Regions from separate parts of the Mus musculus genome. Here regions 2, 3 and 4 are each linked to region 1. Evidence: chromatin contacts called from public promoter capture Hi-C data. All regions are on one chromosome and are shown on one strand. The core of a region is the stretch at or near the end of the contact, and the rest is flanking DNA. Distances in the headings are between cores, read along the strand shown. Region 1 holds the start of Shfl (shiftless antiviral inhibitor of ribosomal frameshifting). Region 2 holds the start of Rgl3 (ral guanine nucleotide dissociation stimulator-like 3). Region 3 holds the start of Epor (erythropoietin receptor). Region 4 holds the start of Ccdc159 (coiled-coil domain containing 159).

Region 1 (3,087 bases), core at 290-2,789:
AGAATATCATTGGTAGGATTCTTTTAGATGCCCAGCAAGGTGGTACACGCCTTGATCCCCTGCTCTTGGTAAGCAGAGGCAAGTGGATCTCTGTGAGTTCAAAGCCAGCCTGGCCTATCTAGTGAATTTCAGGGAAGTCCAGGGCTGAGCTATGTAAAGACTCTGTCTTACACAAAACAAAAACTCTGCTATGTCTTTCAAGCAAACAGAAGCCGAGGAGCAAAACAACCATATTGCCTTGATTCCTTCATCCCTCCTGTCCAGGCGTCTTTCTTCCCAGGATCTGCCCAGCTCAGACTTTCTTCTTATGCAAGAAAGGGTTGCCTTGAGTTTTCTTCGACATTCAGTCTCCTTATCCTACTGTCCTGTCTCTTCCATTTGAGGTAATCAGCATGTAATGAGCACCTACTGTTTGAAGGCTGCTTGAGAAAGGAAAGGACCCTAGATGGTAAGGGGAGCACTCACTGATTGTTCCTTCTGACAAGAGAATGGGAATCCCCCTTCCTTTGGGGACAGGGGGAGGTTACCTGAGCGTCCAGGTCGTTGCTCAGCTCCTGTCCGTCTTTCTGCTTGACACCTAGTGGGAGAACATGGGAGGGGCTCTTGAAGGGTGTAGGAGTTCCAGGCGGTGGAGAGCCTCCGGTTAAACGGAGCCAGGGTCGCTAAAGCGCTACAGCAATTCTGAAACCACACCCACTCAGTGTCCCCCCCACCAGGGCTGACTCACCATACACGATAGAGCGCCCAACTCCGGTGTGGTCGCTGCCAAACTTCCTCATAAGAGCCCCTGCCTTCTTGGGGGACACTTTCCCATGAAACTTCTCCCGGAGGCGCCTGACGCTCTTCTCCAACTAGGATAGAGGGGGGATAAGCTCTGATGTCGCCGGCGACGGGGAGCAGCCCCCGCACCTTCATTCTCCTGAACTTGACCCTGGCTTCTGGCCTCCGCATCCCCATCCCCCCCCCCCTTTAAGCCATTTCCTGGAAAAATCCGAAGTTCTCCAGGCATTGGGGGATGGTGGAGACTGCGGCGCGTCCCAGCCTCCCCGGTGCGAATTTGGGGTCTGGCGGTGTGTGTGTGTGTGTGTGTGTGTGTGGCGGGATGCAGGCCAGGTTACCCCCTTTCCTTCTGACCTCTGACCCTACAGCCCCACTGTGCCCAGGGATAGAGGAGGGAAACAGCCCAGGGGGCAGGGGTGTTCCCGGGAGCCCTTTCCGCGCCGCCGGTGGCGCGGCTGTCCTACCTCCACGCCATCCTGAGCCATGGTGGCCGGAGCACACCTGGCTGCGCCTGGGTCCGGGCCTCGCAAGCCTGGGTGGCGTCGCCGCAGCTCCGCCTCCCTCGGGCCCCTCTTTCAGTTTCGTTTCTACGTAAAGCTGGGGACCCTGAGGAGACCCCGCGCAGGCCTTGCGGCCACGCGTCTGCTCACGCGCCCTGTAGTGCTCCCGGGTGGTGCTCCCGGGCCTCCGAGCGCGCCTCACCGCGTCCTGCGCAGCAGCGCGGCCTCTGCAGTCGGTCACATGTCCCCACGCTGCGCGGGGTCCGCGTCTTCACGTCCCCCTTGGGGGCGGAGCCGCACCACAGTTCGGTGCTCCCTCGCTGCTCCTCCTATGCAGAACCCGAAGCGTCTTCGGACCACCGTGGCGTTTTGCTATGCTCAGCAGTTCTAACTCCCACGGCTTCTCTCTCTAATTCCCACACTCTCAGCCTCAGTTTCCTCCTCTGTAAAATGGGCATGCAAGATAGGCATGGTGACACACACCTGTCACTCCAGCAGTTGGAAGGTGGATGCAAAAAGATCAGGAGTTCAAGGATGTCCTAGACTATGTGTGACCCAGTTTCAAAAAAGAAAAAAAGAAAAAGGGGGGGGGGGAGGGGAACATCCTAGGACAAAATGAAATGAAAGATTTTTTATTTTTTTTATTATTTTTTTTTTAGCAAGTTTTACAGACTTCTCCAGAGAATGGGCCCCAGAATCTAAGAGGCCTGGGCTTTTTCACCCCGTTTAAATACCTTCTTCCCAGTGAACCTCTGCCTTGCCCCTTTCGGTACAGAGCTTGGGTCTCACTATGATCCAGGAGCACAGAAATCTTTGCTGGGTGATCTGGCTCCCACCACCACCAAAGGTGGATGCCACAGGTGCAGATAAGGTGGTTTAACAGTGAACCGGAGACCAAAGCCAGAGAGGGGGAAATGGAAACTGATCTACCCTCCCCTTCAGCCTCTTTCCCAGGCCCCATAGTTTCAATGGTGGCCCTTATGGTCCAGGTTACTCTGGAACTTTCTATGTAGCTGAGGATGACTTTGAACTCACCATCCTCCTGCTTCCACCTTCTGAATGCTGGGGGTCTCATTGTATAGCCGTGGCTGTCCTTAAACGTATGGTATGGTGGTCCTCCAGCCTTCGCTCTGTAGCACTGAGATTACAGCTGTGAGCCACCGTGTTTGGTTTTCCAGGGGGATTAATGTCACTTAGCACAATGTGGGACATAGATATTGCATCAGTCACCAGGTGACCTTTGAAGTGTCATGCTGGTTGGAAGCAGAGTAAAAATGTGAAGAAAAGCCAACTCCTGGCCCCTTACACCCTTGTAGACTTCTGGCTCCAAGGAATCCACATTGTAAATCTAAAGCCGAGAATCATGTGAGCATCGGGCCCTGGTCTCTACGCAAGCCTGAAAGGAACACCTCCAAATGGATAGTCATCAATAAGTTATATTGAAATACTATAGCTGTTATGGAAAGTGGGATAGAAGTTCCTCACAGAATACAATGAGCATAAGATCTGTCAACTATTGGGGAAAATGCCTGTAGGAAAGGAAACCAGCTTGTTAATGAGTGCCGGATACTTGCGCCTGTGTGCATTGCTGTATTGTTCACGCGATGTCCATTAATAGGTGAATGGATAAAGAAAATGCAGCGTGGACACACCATGGAATATTACTCACCCATAAGAAAGAAGAAGCCTCATTACTTACTGCAACAGGTATAAGGCTGGAGGGCATTATGTCAAGCTGCCTAAGATCTCATTCAGTCAGTGGAGACTAAAGAAACTGTTGGAGAAGCAGAGAGGGGCAGGGCAGAGG
Region 2 (3,087 bases), core at 175-2,674, 1.1 Mb before region 1:
AAGCTGCTGAAACTGCAGGACCAACTGGAGAGCCAGGACGTGCCTGAGTTGCTGCGACACATAGCAGACCGAGAGGTTCACACACATCCTCCGCGGCCAGTGGGGACCAAGGCAGGGGGTGGGGGTGGGGGTGGGGGAGGGAGGGTCGAAAATCAGAGAGCAGACTGACATAGGAAACAGGTGCTGAATGGGCGTGAGCTTCATAACCAGAGTAGCGAAGCCTGGACTGGGTGGATCTCAGGTGGCAGGGCCTCCGAAACCAGGCAGCGAAGGGTGGGCAGTGATCTCCACCTAGAATCCGGTAGAAACTCAATGTAAGGTGCACGGAGGTGGAACAGAGCCTCACTGCCATCCCACATCTCTCTCCGGCCTCCCCCTACCCCCCCCCCCCGCAGTTCCTGGCCACGCTAGAAGGAAAGCTGCCCCTATACAACACCCGCATCCTTCTGCCCGTCGCCAGTGTCAAGGACAAGTTCTTTGGTCAGTGTGGGCCAAAGGGGGATGAATGGGAGGGGCGCGAGGTGGCCTTAAGTCAAGGCCAAGGAGGAGGTGCATGGTGTGGCGAAGGCTGGGAAGGGAAAAAGAAACGGTCCCTCACCCTCCCCATCACCCACCCCTGCCTCTCTCTGTAGATGAAGAGGAGAGTGAGGATGATGACCGTGATGTGGTGACCCGCGCTGCCTTCAAGCTCCGTTCCCAGAAGTTAATCGAAGCCCGCAGCAAGAAGCGCAATAGGTTGCGCAGATCTTAGACTCGCAGTCAAGTCCTATCGGATGCCTCCGGGACTCTAGGGAGCCCTCCGACCCTCTGGGTCCACCTACGGGTGGTGTGTGTCTGGGAGCCCCGGAGGCTCCTTCAAGGGCTTGGAGGAAGCTCAAGCAGGGAGCACCGCAGGCCAGCAGCGCCCGGAGGAGAGAAAAGGCCGAGCCAGAAGTTCCCACAGTAAATCTCTCGAGGCGGGTTGGTGCCCGCCTCGGAATCGCGCAATAAAGGTCACTGAACAACCCCCTGGGTATTCACCTCTTTTTGACCCTGCACCGCCCCCAAAAGGCTGCCCCCACAAAATGCAGGGCCACAGACACTTCGCGGCTTCTAGCCTGAGATGGCATGGCTTCCATCACCTATGGTACAGATTCAGTGTGCCCTCCTTCTCCTCCAGACATAGGAGACACCCTCGACACCTGGGATTGATCAACCCCAACCTAGTATAAAGCACTTCCCTCCCAGGGACACAGACCTGTTGTCGTGTCCCCTGCACCCATATGTCTGAGTGACAGATTGACCCGCACTTCTGGGAAGGAACGGGACTTCTAGGCTAGCCTGGGTGCGGGGATGGGGTCCGGCTGGGGACCTCTGGAATTGTGGGACCGCCTTGCCCAGCCCCGCCCCACGACTGGACGCTCGGCTGCCCCGCCCCACTGCCCGCTGGCCCTTCCGCTTCACTCAGCGGCGCCAGGGAGCAGGACGGGCACCGGGGCCATGGAGAGGACAGCGGGCAAAGAGCTGGCCCTGGTAAGAGGAAGCTGGGGATCCTCGGACCCCACGTCCCTAGTGTACCCCCAGATTCAGAAACTCCAGGCGACCGCCCCTCGTTTTCTAATCTTTCTGCAAAATGGATGTGCCTTGGAGTCCCCATTTGGGGATTCAGAGTTCCTGACCCCGTGAAGCGGCTAGTTTGGGGGATGGGGACGGGGGTCTGAGGAATCTCAGGAGGAGGTGACAGATTCTTTGTGACATTGGACTCTGGGATATCCCCAAATGATACTCCATCCACTCAAGACCTGGGAGAAGGGTATCCGTGGCGAAGACCTGGGATCCCACCCCGAGTCTTGAATACTCTGTTCGGGAAAGTGGGCCAAACATAAAGGCAGGGGGCTGAAGCCGGAGGGACTTCCCTGAGCCCGCCTCCACATCCAGGCGCCGCTGCAGGACTGGGGCGAGGAGACCGAGGATGGCGCCGTGTACAGCGTCTCCCTGCGGCGGCAGCGCAGCCAGCGCTCGACCCCAGAGAGGTCTGGAGAAGGCCAGGTGAGGAAGGGACTGAGGCGAGCAAGTGAGGGCGGACTCAGCTCAGGGGCCTGGGAGTTGGGAGGAGAGGGGGAAGCTGGAGAGCTGAGGGTGAGCCTCCCTAGAACTACGGGGCCAGGAGGAAGGGCGGAGCTAAGAGGCGACCAGGTGTGTGGAAAGGGCCTGGGGGCGGCCAGGTGACTTGGTTTGAATCCAGGAAACGGGGTGGGGCCAGGTGATAGCGCTCCCCCCAAAGGCGAAACTGACCGGCAGGGTGCAGGAAAGCAGAACGGAGGAGCGGCCAGGTGGTGATGGGTGGGACTCAGGCTTGGCCAGTGAAGCTTGGCTGCAAAACTGCCTGAAGCCTGGGGTGGCGGGGTGAGGAGGGCACAGAGGGAAGTGCTAGAGTAGTGGGGTGTCCTGCGGGGTTGATGTGAGCATTGCATGATTGGTGTATATTTAGGGAGTCTCGGAGTTTCAGAAAAGGACACAGTCACACCCCCCCAAAAAAAGTGCCAGAGATGGGTATAATTGGAAACAAGGTGCTTGGAACGCTCCTCACCTTATTTCATTCACTGCCCCACTCCCCCGCAGACCCCCATCCCGGCTACCGACACCTTCCTTCATTACCGAACCAGCAAGGTGCGGGCGCTGAGGGCCGCCCGACTGGAGCGGCTGGTGCATGAGTTGGTGTCCGGAGACCGCGAGCAGGATCCTGGCTTCGTGCCTGCCTTCCTGGCCACCCACCGGGCCTTTGTACCCACAGCCCGCGTTTTGGGTTTTCTGCTACCCCCGCCACCGCCGCCGCCACCACCTCCTGCTGGGTCAGTCATTTTCAGGAGACCCGCATGTCCCCATCCCCAGAACCCCATCTACCTGCGCACACACACATACACCTCAAATTTAGAACCGAGGTCCTAACGCCCTATAGCTCTGTTCCCATCTGATAGAGGCTTTCTTCCCAGGGTAGACAGCAAGAGGACAGAGGGACAAGATCTGAACTTCAGCAAGAACCTGAGGTCGGTTTCCATTCCCGTCCACACCCTCGACCCAAGGGAGCGTGGGGGAGGGATCTCAAGG
Region 3 (3,087 bases), core at 188-2,687, 1.1 Mb before region 1:
GGTGTGTCAATGCATGTATGCATATGTGAACATATACATACTTGTATCTGTGTATATGTGTATATCCATATATGTGTCTGTTCATGTATGTATGTATCCATGCATCTACCCATGTATGTATGTATGTACGTACTATGTACTTATGTATGTATATGTATGCATCCACCTATCTCTGTATTTGGGGGGTTCTGGGGATAAACCCAGGGTTTTCCACCTGCTAGGCAAGTGCTGTACCACTACCCGCCATTCAACTTTGTTTTTTTTATTTTTAAGTATAGAAAGCACAGGTCTGGGGCTGGTGAGATGGCTCAGGGGTAAGAGCACCCGACTGCTCTTCCAAAGGTCCGAAGTTCAAATCCCAGCAACCACATGGTAGCTTACAACCACCTGTAACAGAGATCTGATGCCCTCTTCTGGTGCGTCTGAAGACAGCTACAGTGTACTTACATATAATAAATAAATAAGTCTTAAAAAAAAAAAGAAAAGAAAGAAAGCACAGGTCTGTGATCTGAGCACTCAGAAGCTTGGGTCAGGAGGATTGCCACAGTTCCAAGACGGCCTGGGCTATTTAGTGACATCCTGCATGGAAGAAAGCAAGCAATACTGGAGCTGTAGAGTTGGCAGAGCCCTTGCTCAGTAAGGTGAAGCTCTGGGTTCCAGTCCCAGCACCACATAGGTGGTGCATGCCTGTCATCCCAACACCCAGGAAGTGAAAGCAGGAGGACCAGGAGTCTAACATCATCCTTAGTTATTCAGGGAGCTTGATGTCAGCTTGGGATACACTGTCTCCAAAACAATCAGGGCTGGTGAGACGGATGGCTCAGGTGAGCTGGCTCAGCTGGTCAAAGATTTTTCTGCCAATACTGAAGACCTCAGCTTAATACCAGGAGCACAAGGCAGGAGAGAGCTGACTCCCCAAGTTGTTCTGTGCTGTCCACAAGCATCCTGCTGCATTTGTGCATGCACACACATGCACACACACACAAATGTAATTTTAAAAATAGTAAATATTTCATATTCCCAAATCCGTGTAATTCATAAACAGAAAACACCATAGCACGTGTCTGTCACGCTACACAGCCTGATTCCACTCACACACCCAGTTGCTAGTTGTCTTTAGGATTCTTATTTTGAACTGAGCTGGGGAAGAGATACTGGCTGGAGCGAGAGCCTCTCTTCCATCTGTGGCCTGCCGGCTGCACAGCAGGCTGGATTCACAGATGCCCGGACTAGACCTAGACGGTGAAACAACATAAGTCACTTGTCCGTGACCACATTAGCAAAGCCACCCGAAACAAAACTCTGCTGTCTGCCCCACCCCCTACACTGGTTTAGGCAGTGGCTGTGCCCAAGAAGGCCCCTGTTCCCTTGGTGGCTGTAGCTTATCTGTCCCCAGCCTGCAAGCTGGCCCCGCCCCCTGGAAGGAGCTGCCACTTAGAAGCTCCTGGTCAGCTGTGTCCGGCAGCTGCTGCTGACCCAGCTGTGGACTAGGGGAAAGGGGAAAGAGGAAAGGGAAGGAGAGGTGGGGGGGACGAAACAGGGGCGCTGGAGCCCTGAGCTTCCTGAAGCTAGGGCTGCATCATGGACAAACTCAGGGTGCCCCTCTGGCCTCGGGTAGGCCCCCTCTGTCTCCTACTTGCTGGGGCAGCCTGGGCACCTTCACCCAGCCTCCCGGACCCCAAGTTTGAGAGCAAAGGTAAGAACTGTACATGGGCAATGCTGTGGTCTGAATTCCCAGCCCGAGTCCCAGGGGCTAAATGTCCCCTGAACCTCCAGATGGGGTCCTAGGGGCCAAACTGGTGTCTGAACTCGATGAGGCATCTCAGAGTCTCCTCGCCCTGGAGTGATGCTCAGGGCAGAGGCTTAAGATTGGTTGGTTTGTTTGTTTGTTTGTTTGTTTGTTTGTTTGTTTGAAGCAGGATCTCGCTAGACATTCCAGGATGTCCTGGAATTGCTAGGATGAAAGGCATGTGTCACTCGCCTGTACTGTTTCTGGTTTTGAGGCGGCGTCTGTGTAGCCAAAGCTGCCCTCAGACTCATTATGTAATTGAGGTTGAGCTTGAATTCCTGATTCTCCTGCCTCCACCTCCAGTTGCTGGGATGACCTGCAAGAGCCAACACATTCGGCTCTGTTTCGTGTTTTGAGGGAGTCTGGGATATGGTAGAAATGGCAAGGGTAAGGTAGTGCTAGGTCCGCTCTCCTGGGGGAGGGGATCGAGCTCCCAGAGACTGTGAAACAGACCCGCTGCAGACTGTAAACTCAGTTTGGCGGGCGGATGGTGCTAGGTCCTTTGGACGGCTTGCTAGGAGGAGGAAGGGGGCGGGGGACACGGTTGGCGCTATCGGGGGACAGCCGGGTGCCTGCGGGAACCGATAGGAGGCCGAGTTCTCTGCGCTCACACACACCCGCTAGGGCGGGGCGAACAGCGCTCAACTTGCAGGGTGAGTGGGCGTGCGCACGGAGGAGTAGAACAAGGCAGGCGGGGTCGCTACTCTTGGGAGTTCTGAGGCGCCACTTTTGCAAGACCCCTCGAAGGCCCTTTTGGAGAAGAGGGCGGGGCACTAAAATTATCGGATCTGCACAGGCGACAAGAGGGAGGGTAAGGGCACCGTGGAAGGCAGACCTGGGCTTCCCTGATCTCCCCCTCCCCCCGCCATGGCTATCCCCTTTTCTAGCGGCCCTGCTGGCATCCCGGGGCTCCGAAGAACTTCTGTGCTTCACCCAACGCTTGGAAGACTTGGTGTGTTTCTGGGAGGAAGCGGCGAGCTCCGGGATGGACTTCAACTACAGCTTCTCATACCAGCTCGAGTGAGTCCTCAGGACTGGGTGGCCTTAGGAGGGGTGGGTAGAGCAGAGCTTCCTGGATGGGCCTGGAGACTAGGTTAAGGGTGGGAAACTCCGGGAACGGAGGAGGGGATGGGGGTGGTGCGGATGGTGTGGAGGTCGCCCCTGGGTGGCCGGAGCTGGAATAATTCTTTTCCATCAATGGACTCAGGTATTACGTTGGAATTAGGGCACTACCATCGTGGTAGTCAAAAATGCTCTGGTCCCCACGATGTGGACCAAAGAAATCCGAAACTCTCCAA
Region 4 (3,087 bases), core at 287-2,786, 1.1 Mb before region 1:
TGTAGCCCAGGCTAGCCTCCAACTCATTATGTAACCAAGAATGATCTTGAACAGCTGATTCTCCATCTTCTACCTCCCCGGTGGCTAGGACGACAGGCGTGTGTCACTGCATCCCGTTTACACAGTGCTGGGGTGGAACCCAGCTGCACGCTAGGCAGGTGCTTTGCCAACTAAGAACCAGCCCCAGACACCTGATCTCTTTAGTGTTTCCCCAAAGAGACTCCTCAGAGATGTTCCAGCCAGAATCTCCTCAGTATTGGCAGAAGTGAAAGTCAGAGGAGAGGTAAACCCAAACGGATGCCCAGTGACCAGCTTAAAGGTGGGAAGAGAAAACCAACTGCGTAAAGTTGTCCTCTGCCGTGCGTGCCATGACACACGCACTCGTAAGACATGTCTCATGCACAACAAGGATAACAAGGCTTTATATTTAAAAAGGGGACAGAAAGTAGTCACATGCCTTTAATCCCAGCACTCAGGAGGCAAAGGCAGGCAAATCTCTCTGAGTTCGAGGCCAGCCTGGTCCACTTAGTGAGTCTCAGTCAAGTCAGGGCAAGAGACCCTGTCACAAAAACCTTAAAAAAAAAAATGGCTTGAGAGTTGGTTTAGCTGCTTTTCCTGAGTACCCAGGTTCAATTCCCAGCACCCATAGGGTGACTCACAACCGTCTGTGTCTCCAGTCCCAGAGGATTTGATGCCCTCTTCTGACCTCTACAGGCACTAGATTCGAAAGCAGTGCCCAGACATATATACAAGCAAATCGTTAATACACATAAAAATTTTTTTAAATCTGAAACAAACAAAACACATAAAGGACAGGATGTGGTAGTTCAGCCCTTTTAATCCCAGAACTCAGGGGGTCCCTGAGTTCCAAGCCAGCCTAGTCTACAAAGCTAGTTCCAGGCCAGCCATGGCTACACAGTGAGAATCTATCTGGGAGGGGAAAAAATTATATATACTATATTGGGCTGCCCTGATTACACAGATTTAGTCCAATGCTTGTAAATGAAATTTGTTCTAGAATGTCACCTGAGGACCACAGATACCCTCGAAGATTAGAGCGGGAAAGGAAAGACACATTTCTGAGCGTCACCACCAGAAGGTCCCCAACCTTGCCTGCCCTCCCCACAACCCCAATTGAATCTTCAGCTGTCCCCTTCTCCAGAAAAATTTTCGAGCTTGGAAGCTTAACCATTGCTATTAGTCCTAACCCCTTGTTCTGTCAATCTAACACCCTTCCAGTCTCCCCATTCTCTTCCATTCCCACCTACTACAGCATACCACCCGTTCATGCTCTCCCATCAGGGACCACGAAGCCAGTCCCCAGCTGTGACGCTGAAGTTTTGATCCCCTGAGGACACCATCGTTGGAAAACGAGGGGAGGCCAAAGGTGGAGTCACAGAGAAGGGCGTGGTCCTCCCATAAGCCACGCCCGTTCACTCCGCTCAGGCGCGGAGCTCATTGGCGCCTGCGCATCTTCGGTGAGACTGGATGAAGTCCGGAGAGGCGAGATGGCCAGTTGATTCCCGCAAGCCAACTGGGCAATCCCTAAGTGGGAGAGTCCAGAGGAGTGAGAGCTGTGATCTCATTGGCTCTGGCTGGGAGGTGGGGCGAGGCCTGCGGGGCGGAAGAAAACCTGGGAAATCTCAGGCAAGCCGGAGCTGCACTGGAGCTGCCACGGTTCTTGGTCCCTACGCCTGAGCTCGTGTGCTCCAACGGTGGGGTCAGATGGGGCTCCGGGGGTGTTTTGGGATGTTCTTAGAATATCTCGGGTTCCGGATGAGGGCTCTTAGATGTCTGCAGAGCTAGGGTAATCCCTGAAAACCTAAGTATGTGAACTTGAGCTGCTGGGATTCAAGCTTTTGGGGTGCAGTGGACATTGTGGTTTAGAGAGAGTCTTTTGTTCTAGAATTTTGGTTTTGAGACAAGGTCTCATGTATCTCTGGTTGGCTTCCAACTCCTGCCCCTCCTGTTTCTACTTTTGTGCTGGAATGACAGACTAGAACCAGAACCTGTTTTATGCAGAACTGGAGACGGAACGCGAGGCTTCCTGCACGTGAGGCAAACGCTCTGCCCGCTGAGCCATTTGCTCAGCTGGACCTGAGATGTTTGCTTGCTTCCTTATTTTGAGAGAGTCTCACAGTATGTCAGGCAGTCCTCAAACTCAGTGATTTTCCTGCATCACCCTCTGATATGTTGGGGTTACAACTGTGAATCACCAGGCCAGTTTCTACGTCTTTAAAGGCTTTTTGGAATTGAGGAATCTTTTTCTAACTTTGAGCTAGAAAAGTGGCAACTCCCCTGTCTCCGTCTTCCAAGTGTTGGGGATTTACAGGTACAAGCCTTCATGTTGGGTGATATTATTTACTTATTATTATTACTATTATTTTGCAAGTATGGAGGATAGCATGTAAGGCCAGCACCAACAAAGTCCCTGACCGCAAAGCCACGATTCCAGCCCCAAGCCTGAGCCCAGATCGACTGGTTGGGCTTGAGATTGTCTAGGGTCTACTTTGGGTCTTCCAACTGCCATTTCCAGGCTGTTTTCTCTCATCTTTGCACCAGTGTGAGGCTGGCCCTATGCACTCTCTGCCAAGGCCTCAAAGCTCGGGGGTCGAAGGTTAAGCTGAGTCACCACTGTTTCCTTCCCAGGGCTGCAGAATGGAAAAAGGAGAGGACCCGGGAAGTCTGATTAAAGTCATCCACTTGCTGGTCTTGTCTGGTGCCTGGGGCATGCAGGTGTGGGTGACCTTTATCTCAGGTAGGGACCCTCCAACCTGTTATTTAGAGTGAGGACTGAGTAGGAGGGGGACCCGGAAGCAACCTAACGGTGTTTGTGGCCCTCCACCTCCCAGGCTTCCTGCTTTTTCGGAGCCTCCCGCGGCACACATTTGGACTGGTGCAGAGCAAGGTCTTCCCAGTCTATTTTCACGTCTCCTTGGGCTGTGCCTTCATCAACCTCTGCATCTTGGCACCACAGCGAGCCTGGATTCACCTCACACTGTGGGAAGTCAGTCAGGTATGAGGATTTGAGAGTCCTCAAGACTCCAGTGAACACTTAAGGAGATTTGTGTTATTTCAGTGTGTGTG

What was found. Promoter capture Hi-C pulls out the DNA fragments that hold promoters and counts their contacts.
Region 2: a promoter capture Hi-C map of liver shows a contact between it and region 1, with 4 times the contacts expected there. The contact joins the promoter of Rgl3 here to the promoter of Shfl in region 1. A contact is called at or near these places in 3 of 39 promoter capture datasets (liver and pre-B cells).
Region 3: a contact with region 1 is called in a promoter capture Hi-C map of pre-B cells, with 4 times the contacts expected there. The contact joins the promoter of Epor here to the promoter of Shfl in region 1. A contact is called at or near these places in 3 of 39 promoter capture datasets (liver and pre-B cells) and 1 of 9 other capture datasets (liver).
Region 4: a promoter capture Hi-C map of liver shows a contact between it and region 1, with 6 times the contacts expected there. The contact joins the promoter of Ccdc159 here to the promoter of Shfl in region 1. A contact is called at or near these places in 4 of 39 promoter capture datasets (erythroid cells, liver and pre-B cells), 1 of 115 datasets of contacts at active chromatin or transcription factors (astrocytes) and 1 of 9 other capture datasets (liver).

The regions. Positions count from the first base shown.
Region 1 is chr9:20,867,094-20,870,180 of GRCm38.p6, reverse strand. It overlaps Shfl (shiftless antiviral inhibitor of ribosomal frameshifting), which reads right to left and starts at 1,539. Exons shown (of 8, transcript NM_175687.2): 1 at 1,245-1,539; 2 at 728-851; 3 at 528-577. The coding sequence starts at 1,265.
Region 2 is chr9:21,987,790-21,990,876 of GRCm38.p6, reverse strand. It overlaps Rgl3 (ral guanine nucleotide dissociation stimulator-like 3), which reads left to right and starts at 1,424. Exons shown (of 19, transcript NM_023622.4): 1 at 1,424-1,512; 2 at 1,918-2,028; 3 at 2,602-2,831; 4 at 2,973-3,026. The coding sequence starts at 1,480. Ccdc151 (coiled-coil domain containing 151) reads left to right here. Exons shown (of 13, transcript NM_029939.3): 11 at 1-75; 12 at 396-480; 13 at 633-1,006. The coding sequence ends at 751. Gm36414 (a long non-coding RNA gene) reads right to left here and starts at 1,381. Exons shown (of 2, transcript XR_379185.4): 1 at 1,238-1,381; 2 at 169-291.
Region 3 is chr9:21,961,926-21,965,012 of GRCm38.p6, reverse strand. It overlaps Epor (erythropoietin receptor), which reads left to right and starts at 1,437. Exons shown (of 8, transcript NM_010149.3): 1 at 1,437-1,696; 2 at 2,677-2,809. The coding sequence starts at 1,582.
Region 4 is chr9:21,925,920-21,929,006 of GRCm38.p6, reverse strand. Ccdc159 (coiled-coil domain containing 159) reads right to left here and starts at 1,536. Exons shown (of 13, transcript NM_025977.3): 1 at 1,279-1,536. The coding sequence starts at 1,289. Tmem205 (transmembrane protein 205) reads left to right here and starts at 1,472. Exons shown (of 4, transcript NM_178577.5): 1 at 1,472-1,715; 2 at 2,650-2,758; 3 at 2,853-3,016. The coding sequence starts at 2,659.